Regions from separate parts of the Mus musculus genome. Here all the other regions are linked to region 1. The links are chromatin contacts, called in public Hi-C and HiChIP or PLAC-seq maps. All regions are on one chromosome and are shown on one strand. Each heading gives the region's core, a stretch centred on a gene start, on an enhancer-like site or on the middle of the called end of the contact. The rest is flanking DNA. Distances are from core to core; before and after follow the strand shown. Region 1 holds the start of Eln (elastin). Region 2 holds the start of Eif4h (eukaryotic translation initiation factor 4H). Region 3 has its middle 44 kb from the start of Tmem270.

Evidence for each region. A called contact is a pair of places that touch in the nucleus more often than the background predicts. HiChIP or PLAC-seq counts read pairs in DNA pulled down with a chosen protein or histone mark.
Region 2: a contact with region 1 is called in an H3K4me3 HiChIP or PLAC-seq map of embryonic stem cells, with 20 read pairs. The contact joins the promoter of Eif4h here to the promoter of Eln in region 1. A contact is called at or near these places in 4 of 39 promoter capture datasets (the 3T3-L1 cell line, cranial neural crest and embryonic stem cells), 5 of 115 datasets of contacts at active chromatin or transcription factors (bone marrow-derived macrophages, embryonic limb bud and embryonic stem cells) and 2 of 9 other capture datasets (adipose tissue and pancreatic islet).
Region 3: a Hi-C map of uterus shows a contact between it and region 1, with 7 times the contacts expected there. The contact joins the enhancer-like site here to the promoter of Eln in region 1. A contact is called at or near these places in 4 of 39 promoter capture datasets (HPC-7-derived erythroid cells, cranial neural crest, embryonic stem cells and 1 more), 10 of 484 Hi-C or Micro-C datasets (the AML12 cell line, cerebral cortex, dorsal root ganglion neurons and 5 more), 7 of 115 datasets of contacts at active chromatin or transcription factors (the NIH/3T3 cell line, craniofacial prominence, embryonic stem cells and 3 more) and 2 of 9 other capture datasets (adipose tissue and pancreatic islet).

What each region holds. Positions count from the first base shown.
Region 1 is chr5:134,745,739-134,748,990 of GRCm38.p6, forward strand. It overlaps Eln (elastin), which reads right to left and starts at 1,585. Exons shown (of 37, transcript NM_007925.4): 1 at 1,419-1,585. The coding sequence starts at 1,503. It overlaps Gm30003 (a long non-coding RNA gene), which reads left to right. Exons shown (of 4, transcript XR_868587.3): 1 at 1-1,570.
Region 2 is chr5:134,638,062-134,641,029 of GRCm38.p6, forward strand. Eif4h (eukaryotic translation initiation factor 4H) reads right to left here and starts at 1,348. Exons shown (of 7, transcript NM_033561.2): 1 at 1,180-1,348. The coding sequence starts at 1,238.
Region 3 is chr5:134,860,996-134,864,207 of GRCm38.p6, forward strand. No RefSeq gene overlaps it. Among named protein-coding and RNA genes, the nearest start is that of Tmem270, 44 kb to the right of the region's middle. Within about 2 kb of position 1,251, at least 17 of the 459 cell types and tissues checked have an H3K27ac peak or open chromatin away from gene starts, as enhancers often do. A contact at or near this core is called in heart atrium and uterus, where this site is marked.

The DNA of each region.
Region 1 (3,252 bases), core at 335-2,834:
CTCTTTAATGGGTCCTCCCGTTGGTACCCACAAACCTCAGTCTCGTTCCAGCCCTGGAACTCTTGTTCTACAGTGGGCTCCTAGCCCCCAGCAAGTAAGTCTCATGGGACAGATGCTGTTCTTATTCAGTCTCTGACCACAGCCCTGTCCAACCCCGCCCTGTAGCCTCCTGTCCCCAGTCCAAGTTCAGGTTCCCACAACAATGAGGTCTCTTAGGGAAACCAGACCCCAGCAGATGGTTCATAGGTTCACACCTCTTTCCCCACAGCTGGATGCACCTTTCATCTGGGAGCAGACTCCTTCCTCCCCATAACCCAACATGCCCGGTCAGGATACATATCAGATGACCAAAAGGATACCTTGAGGCTCAGCCTCTGATACCAGCCATGTCCTGATTGCCAGGAGATGGGCACTTTCCCCAGCTCACGCTCTGGCCTGTATTCCATCTCAGCAAACCCTCATACAGGCATGGACTCGCTCACGCTCACACACACACAGTGACGTCCTACACCTGGGCACCAGACGTCTTTAGGACATTTTTTTTTTAAGACAGCCTGATAGAACCCAAATGGCTCACTAGGTAGCCAATGATGTCTTGAATTCCTGATCCTCCGATGACCACCACACAGGTATGTGTCACCACGCCCACCTAGTTTACTCAGAGCTTTGAGAATGTTTAGCATGCCTTCCATCAACAGGGACGTCCTCAACCCTCCTGGTTGCTCTTGAGACGGGGTCTGGTTGGCTTTGAACTTACATGTTGGGGGTCACAGGTGTGGCTCACCACGCCCAGCTGGGTGTTGGACTTTGGCAGATCCCATCACACAACTTCACGGTTTGCCTCCCTGTACCTCCATCTGTCTAGGAACGGACTTGTGAACAGACCTTCATACCATCCCAGACACATTTCCTTCAGGGACATGCTTGGCTAGAACCTCACACTGACACCTGTGCAACATAGTATGAAACACACACGGGCGCATACACACACACACACACACACACACACACACACACACACACACACACAGAATCCGAACATCTCCAAGCAAAGACAAACCAGGATTGTCTCTCCCCAGGCTGGTATGTACACAGGTGTGCACAGGTATGCAAACTGCCACCACCACTGGAAAGTACTCAGGTGACTCAGAGGACCCCTTCGAGCTTGGACAGGAGGTAGGGACCATCCTGACTGGCGGGAGTGTAGCTTTGACAGGACCCCTAACACGGAGCTGGCTCCCAAGAGGAGACAGTTCCCAGAACCCTCCCTGTCTCGAGGAGGGGGGATCTGGAGCTGAAGGGCTCATCCATCTCCGGGATTCCCCATCAGTCTTGCCACCTGGCCGGCAGGGTCCCGCAGATTGTGGACAGCGTGGGACCAGCGAGGGGCAGCGTGGGACCGGCGAGGGGCCCCTTACCTCCAGGCTGCGCGGGATGGAGGAGGTTGAGCAAGAGGATCAGCAAGACGCCAGGCTGCGGGACTACCGCTGTCAGACCCGCCATCTCGGGGAGGACTGCCCCAGCCTGCTCTCAGCGCCTCGTTTTATCCCCAAAGCGTAATTGCTGCCTGGTAGGCTGCTGTGAGGGAAGGAGGGAGGGAGAGAGGGCGGGTGAGAGGAGGGCGGGAGGAGGGGGAGCTGGGGGAGGGGGCCGCGGGGGAGGGGGCAATTACGAAAGGCCAGACTTGCAAGCCTCCTAGGCTGAATCTGCCTCGACTATGGGTCTATTTTCCTGCACACACACACACACACACACACACACACACACACACACACACACACTGACGCGCGCGTGCTCTGCCCCCCCCCCCCCCCATCGCTTTCCCGCTTTCCCTCTGTAGCTGTTTGCTTGCTCCTGGCCCTGTTCCCGCCAGAAAGTGCAAGGGGGGCCTTTGCCAGGACAGCCCTCTGGAGAGGAAGCAGGAGGGAGGGCCCAGGCAGCCCGGCCAAAAAATCCCAGCCCTAGCCAAGGCTGGAGTAGCCAGGCCCCCGCCCCTCTGCCTGGGCCCCAGGCCCAGTGTGGGGACACAGGCCAGCTGTCCCGCGCCTCAGCTCCCACCCTGGTCCTGCAGACACCCCAACACCCCCAAGCCTGGCTAGAGACAGGCTTTACCCAAAACTGGGTTAGGTAGGTTGATGGGGCTAAGGGAGTCTGCCTATAGAGTTCAAGGTCTGCGAGCAGAATTGTCTGGGAGAGAGAATAGGATAGACATGGTACCGTGGGGGCATTTTAGGAACAGATTAGAGACCTTGACATACGATCTAGTTCATCATGGTTGAGACAGGTCTTAGCCATCTGTTTGAAGCCTGGGAAAGGGTGTTGGATCTATGGGTCTATGGTTGCAGAGACCAAGGGGCTGAGGTCAGGCGAGTGGCTTGGGAGTGAGAGCCATGTATTTAGTGTCTCCCTAGGGCTCAAAGATGATCCTTGCATAAGGTGTTGGTTGGTTCTGTAAGGGCCACGAGCACAGCTTTGCACCGCCCCTGAGCAAGGCACAGTGTCCAACAGAGGTCATACTGGGTCTTAGGTGCCTGGTAGGGAACATGGAGGTGGGAGCTCTGTGCAGGTGACTATTAACTCAGTATTCTCCTTCTTGCTTGTTCACCACCTGTCCAATGCTCTCACTTGCATCTGGAAACTGATTCTCTTGGAGGCTCTGGGAAGGCTTGATGATGCTATTCCTCTACTGGCCAGAAGGGGGCAGCCTATGCTGAACCAGCAGAGAGCCCTCCAGGAAAGCTTGCGATCAGTGCCCTGGCCACCCTGTCCCTGAGCATATGGAGATCCTGTAAGGCTTTAAGGAATGTGAAGTGTAGGTCAGAGAAAGATTATGTCATTCTCAGACTCCTGAGTGTATGTGGAGTACTGTAGGACAGGAGAGGGAGATGGTTGCTTGCTGTATACAGGTCATAGTTGGTTAGAAGAAAAAGTCTAGGCCATAGGTCCTAGAGTCTTTCTCTTGTAGGGGGTGGTGCAGAGGGGTGAGTTAAAGATGTCTTATCAGATGTCTTATACAGTACAGGGCATAGAGGAGTCTGCAGAGATGACAGCATTGGCGGAGGTGGGGGTGGGAGATCAAAGGCAGGTGGCTTAGGTGGACCTGGGCTAATTTTTGGTTCTCTTGTCTTGGTGCTCTTGTGTTTCTTCTTCTTCTTCTTCTTCTTCTTCTTCTTCTTCTTCTTCTTCTTCTTCTTCTTCTTCTTCTTCTTCTTCTTCTTCTTCTTCTTCTTCTTCTTCTTCTTCTTCTTCTTC
Region 2 (2,968 bases), core at 98-2,597, 110 kb before region 1:
CAGGTATTTAAAGGTGATCATTCTTCACCTAACAAAAGACACTTTGGGGGCAGCCACCTAGGAAACCCAACACCTCAGTACAACTATTGTGATATTCTCCGGGCAAGTCACCTTTGCTGTAAAAAAGGATAAAAGCCAAGTGTGTCCTTGACAAATAAACAAGACGATTAAATTGTCCCATAAAACTCCTATAAGCTTAAAAAAAAAAAAGAAAAAAAAGCAAGTGGCTGATGCTTGTTTATTTCTATTGTTTGGCAGGAGACTGAATCCAAGATATGCTAGACAATCGCTCTGTGACTGAGCCACAACCCCAGCTGGTAACGTGTTATTTAAAAGGGCACAAACTATCCGGGCGCCCGTTTTTTGGAATTATGCACCAGGAGCTATCTATTCATCAGTAAAGGATTTAGGGAGGTGGGAGGAGGACTGGTTTTAAAGTATGTTGTCTTTATCTGACCGGAATCAGAACGAAGCGAAAGCGATTCCCCAGGTCAGGGAAGAAACTGGGAAGAAATCAACAATCTCCGCCAGCAGACACGTAGTATCTGTCAATAAGGCATTCGAAACGCCAGGGAGGCAGAGAGAAAGAGCCACGCACACTCCCCACTACGGTGGATTTGTTTTGGTTCAGGTCCCCGCTCCCTGTCTCCCTCGCTGGATCCGACGGTCCCAGCATCCAGACTCGAATCGGAAGGGAAATCGCCCCTCTCGCTGCCGGCGGGCCTCTCGCAGAAGCGACCCAGGGGCTCCGCCAGGCAGCGGGGACCCTGGAGAGGGGCAGGCCGCTTCCGCCGCCGCCGCCCGCTTCCGCGCTGCATCCCAGCCCGGAGCGCGCTGGGGAGAAAGCTGGACGCGGCGGGCGGGCACTGGTATCCCCGGGAAACCCTCCGGTGTCGCTGTGATCTAACTTTCCGACCGAGGCCCCGCAGGGTGCCGGGTCCGGGGCCGGCGCGGAGCCGAGGGCAGGATGTGCGCCGCGAGCAAGCGAGAGACCCGCAGCCTAACCGTCGCCAGCCGCTCCCGGAGCGCGCCATTTCCAGGCCTCGCCTCGGGCCTGCTCAGGCCGCTTCCCGCCGCCCGTCTCGAGTGAGCGCGGCAAGGCCGCCTCCCCCTTCGAACCTTTCGGCACTCCCCCCGGCCGAGCCGCTGGCCCGCCTGACCGCGCCCCGCTCGCCTCACCCTCTACCGCCGCCGAAGCTGCTGTAGGCCCGATCGTCGTAGGTATCGAAGTCCGCCATTTGCCGTCTCCGCTCCTTGAGGAACCAGCGGGCCAGCGAGGAAGGACCCCGCAATATAACTCCTCCTCCCCCCGCCCGCCCCGCTACCGGGGCTGTCCGCCGCGCTGCCTGATCGCAAGTCGCACGCACGCATGCGCGCGCCGCCGCGCCCGGCCTTGGGCCGACGGGGCCCGCTGCTGGCCCCGGCGCGCTCTGCGGCCCACGTGGTGCGGCGGCCGGCCCCCGGGGCGCCGCGCGCACGCTCTGCCCTCCCAGGCCCATTGTGTGCTAGCTTGCTGCTTTCACGCGTGGTTGCCTCTTACTGTCCTTGCCCCGCCCTGCCCCGTGGTCACCTACCCCTCGGGCGTTGTCTGTCACCCTGCACGCTGCTTTCTCATTGTCACTAGATTCAGTTTGGGTTTTGTGGAGCCCAGGCTGGCCTGGAGCTGGGGCGCTGTAGCTGAGGATGACCTTGAACCCCTAGTTTTGTTTTTTGTTTTTTTGGGTTTGTTTTTTTGTTTTTTGCTCTCTCCCTTTCTCAAGGGCTGGGGTGACAGTGTGCCACTATGTTGGGATCTCTGGTATCACGTTAGATTTATTAAAGTGCCCTAGGTCTGCCCCACTTGGTCCCACTTGGGCACAATTCTTCAGGACAAATGGTCCCTGGGTAAAGCTAAAAGGAAGACAACCTGTTCTAGGTAGAGGTCCCTAGATGACCAAGGGCAGAAGGCTTGTAAGTGAGAATGGTGTGTGTGTGTGTGTGTGTGTGAACAAGACGAAGTGAAATATCTTTGTTTTTGAGACCTGCTACAAACGACGTGGTGGTAAATATCTGTAATCCCTACTCTAGGAAGACTGAGACTGGTCTCCAAAATAAAATAAAATAAATAAAAAACAAAATAAATCTTATAAAGACAAAACAAATTGTATTCTCTGTCTGGGTATTGGGGAGGGGTGGTGAAGATGAGGCTGTTTGTAGTTGAACTGATAAGAGATTAGATATGTTTTATTTTTGCAGGAGTCTGCTCTGAAAAAGAAATTTTAAGGGTGGGCAGGTGGGCTCAGTGAGTGAGGATGTTTGTTACCAAGCTTGACCTGAGTTTGATCCCCAGGACCCACATGGTAGAAGATGAGTCTCTCTCTCTCTTTCTCTCTCTCTCTCTCTCTCTCTCTCTCTCTCTCTCTCTCACACACACACACACACACACACACACACACACATCTAGCGGGAGGACCAGGTACATAGACCCTGTCTCAAAAAAAAAAAAAAAAAAAAAAAAAAAAAAATTCAACCAAGATGGACAGCTCCTAAGAAGTGACTCCTAAATTAGGAAGTGGTAGCAAAGGCCTTTACTCCCCTCATTCTGGAGGCAGAAGCAGGCGGATCTATGAATTTGAGGCCATCCTGCTCTACAGAGTGAGTTCGAGGACAGCCAGGGATACACAGAAAAACCCTGCCTTGAAAAACCAAGAAGAAGGAGAACCTCTGAATTTTACAGCACTTTTTTGTACCCCTGACACACAAAGACACAATGTTTTAAAAAAAACAAAACAAAACTACAGAACAAACCCCAGGGGCAGGAGAGGCTAAGGACACTCATTGTCTAATGTTCCAGGGGCTTCATTTCTATCTCTAGCAACCACATAGCAACTCAAAATTGTAACTCAGCTTCAGGGGCATCTGACAACCTCTTTTAGCCTCCAAGAAGATCAGAGAGTATCAGGTACACGTGAGGTACACAGACATACAT
Region 3 (3,212 bases), core at 1-2,500, 110 kb after region 1:
TGATTCCAGCCTAGTGTGTTTGGTACCAAGTCCAGAAGGAGAAGAAACCTGTCCAAATACAAGGACCACAAGAGAAGAGGACGTGACCCAAGGCTACTCATATGAGGGGCTGAGAAGAGAGTCAGAAGGCAGGCTGAGGCCTGATGGGAGGAATGTCAGCAATAAATGGTGGCTCGGAAGGGGGCAGGGAGAAGAGGAATGGTGGCCAACGCAGGTAGCCCCAGCTCCATTTATCCATCTACACATGAAAAAAGGAGAACAGAACCCCAGAGTTCTGAAAGGATCTGTGGTGAGGAAGTTAGGGGTGTGAACACAGCTTTGAAGAAATTTGACTGTTACAGGGCAGTGGGAGGCAGCTGTAGCAACACCTGGCCCTACAAGGGACTGTTTGAAATGTTACTGTTAGGACAAGAATATACAGGTAGTGCTTTGGGGAGGGCCAGAGAACACTGGCAGTCTTGAGAGAGTGAGGGCACAACTGCCCAGTGTGGCTACCACTTCCTGTGGATGTCCAGATGTGGGTATATATTTTCTGAACAAGTGACTGGGGGTGGGGCGTACAGATAAGACCAGGCATCCCTGGATTCCCTCCAAGATCAAGGTTACAAGGAAGAAGAAAGATAGGCAGATATAGGTTTTATAGCTAGGGAATGAACTCAGATCAACACTATTTGTGGGCTACTTAAGTGCTTGGAGCAAAGTAGAGAGACAGTGGAGGTCACCTGCAAGTGCATGTCACAGTTATGGAGTAGCTGTAGAGGATGTGTGAGCCCAGGCTGGACCCTCTACCCTCTTGGAGCCTCTACTTCCCCACCTGTAAAGCCAGATGCTTGGCCTTCATAAGTTATATAGGTGGCTGTGCATGTAGCATTCCAAGTATCTTGCATTTCACTCTCATGGGACTCAGGAGAGCCAACAGAGGGTCATTCCAGAACCCTAGGGCTCTATAACATGATCTCCGTGTTCCCGCCAGGCATGGGTGCCGCAGACAGTCTCACCCTCTCCGAACTGTTCTGCATCCATCCCAGCTGCCAGCTCAACTCCTCCCTCCCTTTTCCCCCTCCCCTCCCCACCCCACTCCACCCCATGCACTCTGGGCACAGCCAGCCTCGAACATATCCCAAGTGAACATTTGGCAGGCAGGGACCCCCATGATTCATGCCCCTTTTTTTATGGCCAGCCCAGCCGGCCAGAGTATGCGAGAGACATTCTTGGCCTCTCGGTGCGCCCAGGATTAGCAGGGTGGGGGCGGCTGGGTGGGAGACTGCAGACTGTGTTCAGCTCTCTTCAAGGCAGGGGGTGGTCAGGCACGAGAGCAGTGTCTGAAGTGGCCGCCAAGTTGGCCGGGGAGGGAACATGGCCCCATAAACTGAGGCCACGTCTGGGAACCAGACAGCATAGGCTGGGGCGTGGATGTGAGGGAGAGAAGCTAACTACCTACTCCATGTCCAGGGATGGAAAGGGAGCCAGGACACTGAGACAAATAGTACCGACACCCCACCCCCACACCAGCTATTTGTCTTCCGTGAGCCCCCTTTTATACTGCCATGCCCTGACACCAGCCTCTTCCTGGAATCTCCATTTTGAGCAGGAACCTAGACTCCCCCAGTGGATGGAAAGACATAGTCCCAAGTGGTGATGTGGAGACCTGGGACTGAAAGTGGCTGAGACTCTTCGTTTCTAATTCATCAGCTGGCATAGAGACCTGAGCCAACCCTAGTGTCAGACCATCATTTCAGAGTAAACCATATCTCCTTTGAATTCATGTGTCCCATGCATACCATGATAGTGCATACCTTTAATTCCAGCACTTGGGGAGAAAGAGCAGACCAGATCTCTGTGAGTTTGAGACCAGCCTAGCCCTTTAGCTGAGAACTCCAAGGCTGAGACAGGAGAATTAGCATGAATTAGGCCAGCCTGGCTGCAGGGTAAGAGCCTGTCTTGAAAACAAAATAACAAAACAAAAGCCAAATCATGAGCTTGGGATGGGACTCAGTTGGTAAACTGCTTGCCTGGCATCACTAAGCCCTTGGTTCCTCAGTTCTTTCCCCAGCACTGTGTAAACCAGGCATGGTGGCACACTACTGTAATCCCACACACTTGGGAAGTGGAGGCAGGAAGATCAGAAATTCATGGTCAGCCTCTGCTATATAGGGCTATATAAGCCCTTCTCAAAAAATGAAAACATTACAAATTACAAGCTACAGCTGTGCACAATACCAATGCACCCTAATGTATGCCGAGTCCACCACACACTGTGGCTATGTTTCCCAGCCCTGTCGTCTCAAGCCAGACCTGTGCCTCCCACTTACACCATAATCTTCAAAGCAAGTGTCCCCCCCCCTCTGTGTGTGTGTGTGTGTGTGTATGTGTGTGTGTGAGAGAGAGAGAGAGAGAGAGAGAGAGAGAGAGAGAGAGAGAGAGAGAGAAATGGGACAGAGGAGTGGGCAGATGAACAATGGAGAGAGAAAAAGGAGATGGGTCCCCACCCACTTTGTGCTCACAAAGTCCCCAGAGAACTTTACTGGGCCAAGAGCAGATGTTAGGAGGTCCCTGTTTGTGGGTGGAAAGACAGATTCATGGTTAGGAGTGCTTGTTGCTCTTCCAGAGGACTCAAGTTGAGTTTCTAGTACCCATGTCAGATGACTTATAACCATTTATAATCACTCAAGCGCAGGGGTCCGAAAGCCTCTTCTTAACTCCATCAATATTGCACATACATACACACACTCATACACAAACACACACTCACACACACACTCATACACACACATAAACACAAACACACACATACATACACACTCACACAGACACATACTCACATACCATCCTACACAAACACACACATTCATACACAAACACACACATACATACACACTCACACAGACACATACTCACATACCATCCTACACAAACACACACACACTCACACAGCACACACACACACATTCACACATAAACATACACATACACACGAACAGACTCACACACATTCACAATAACACACACTCACACACATACACATACTCACACACAAACACTCACACATACACACATACACACTCATATACACATACACACACACACAGAGACAGAAAGACAGAGACAGAGAGATGGAGGGGTGACTCAATGGTAAATGCAACTGCTGATCCAGCAGAGGACCCGGGTTCAGTTCCCAGCACTCACAGCAGGTCATTCACCGTGGCCTGTAA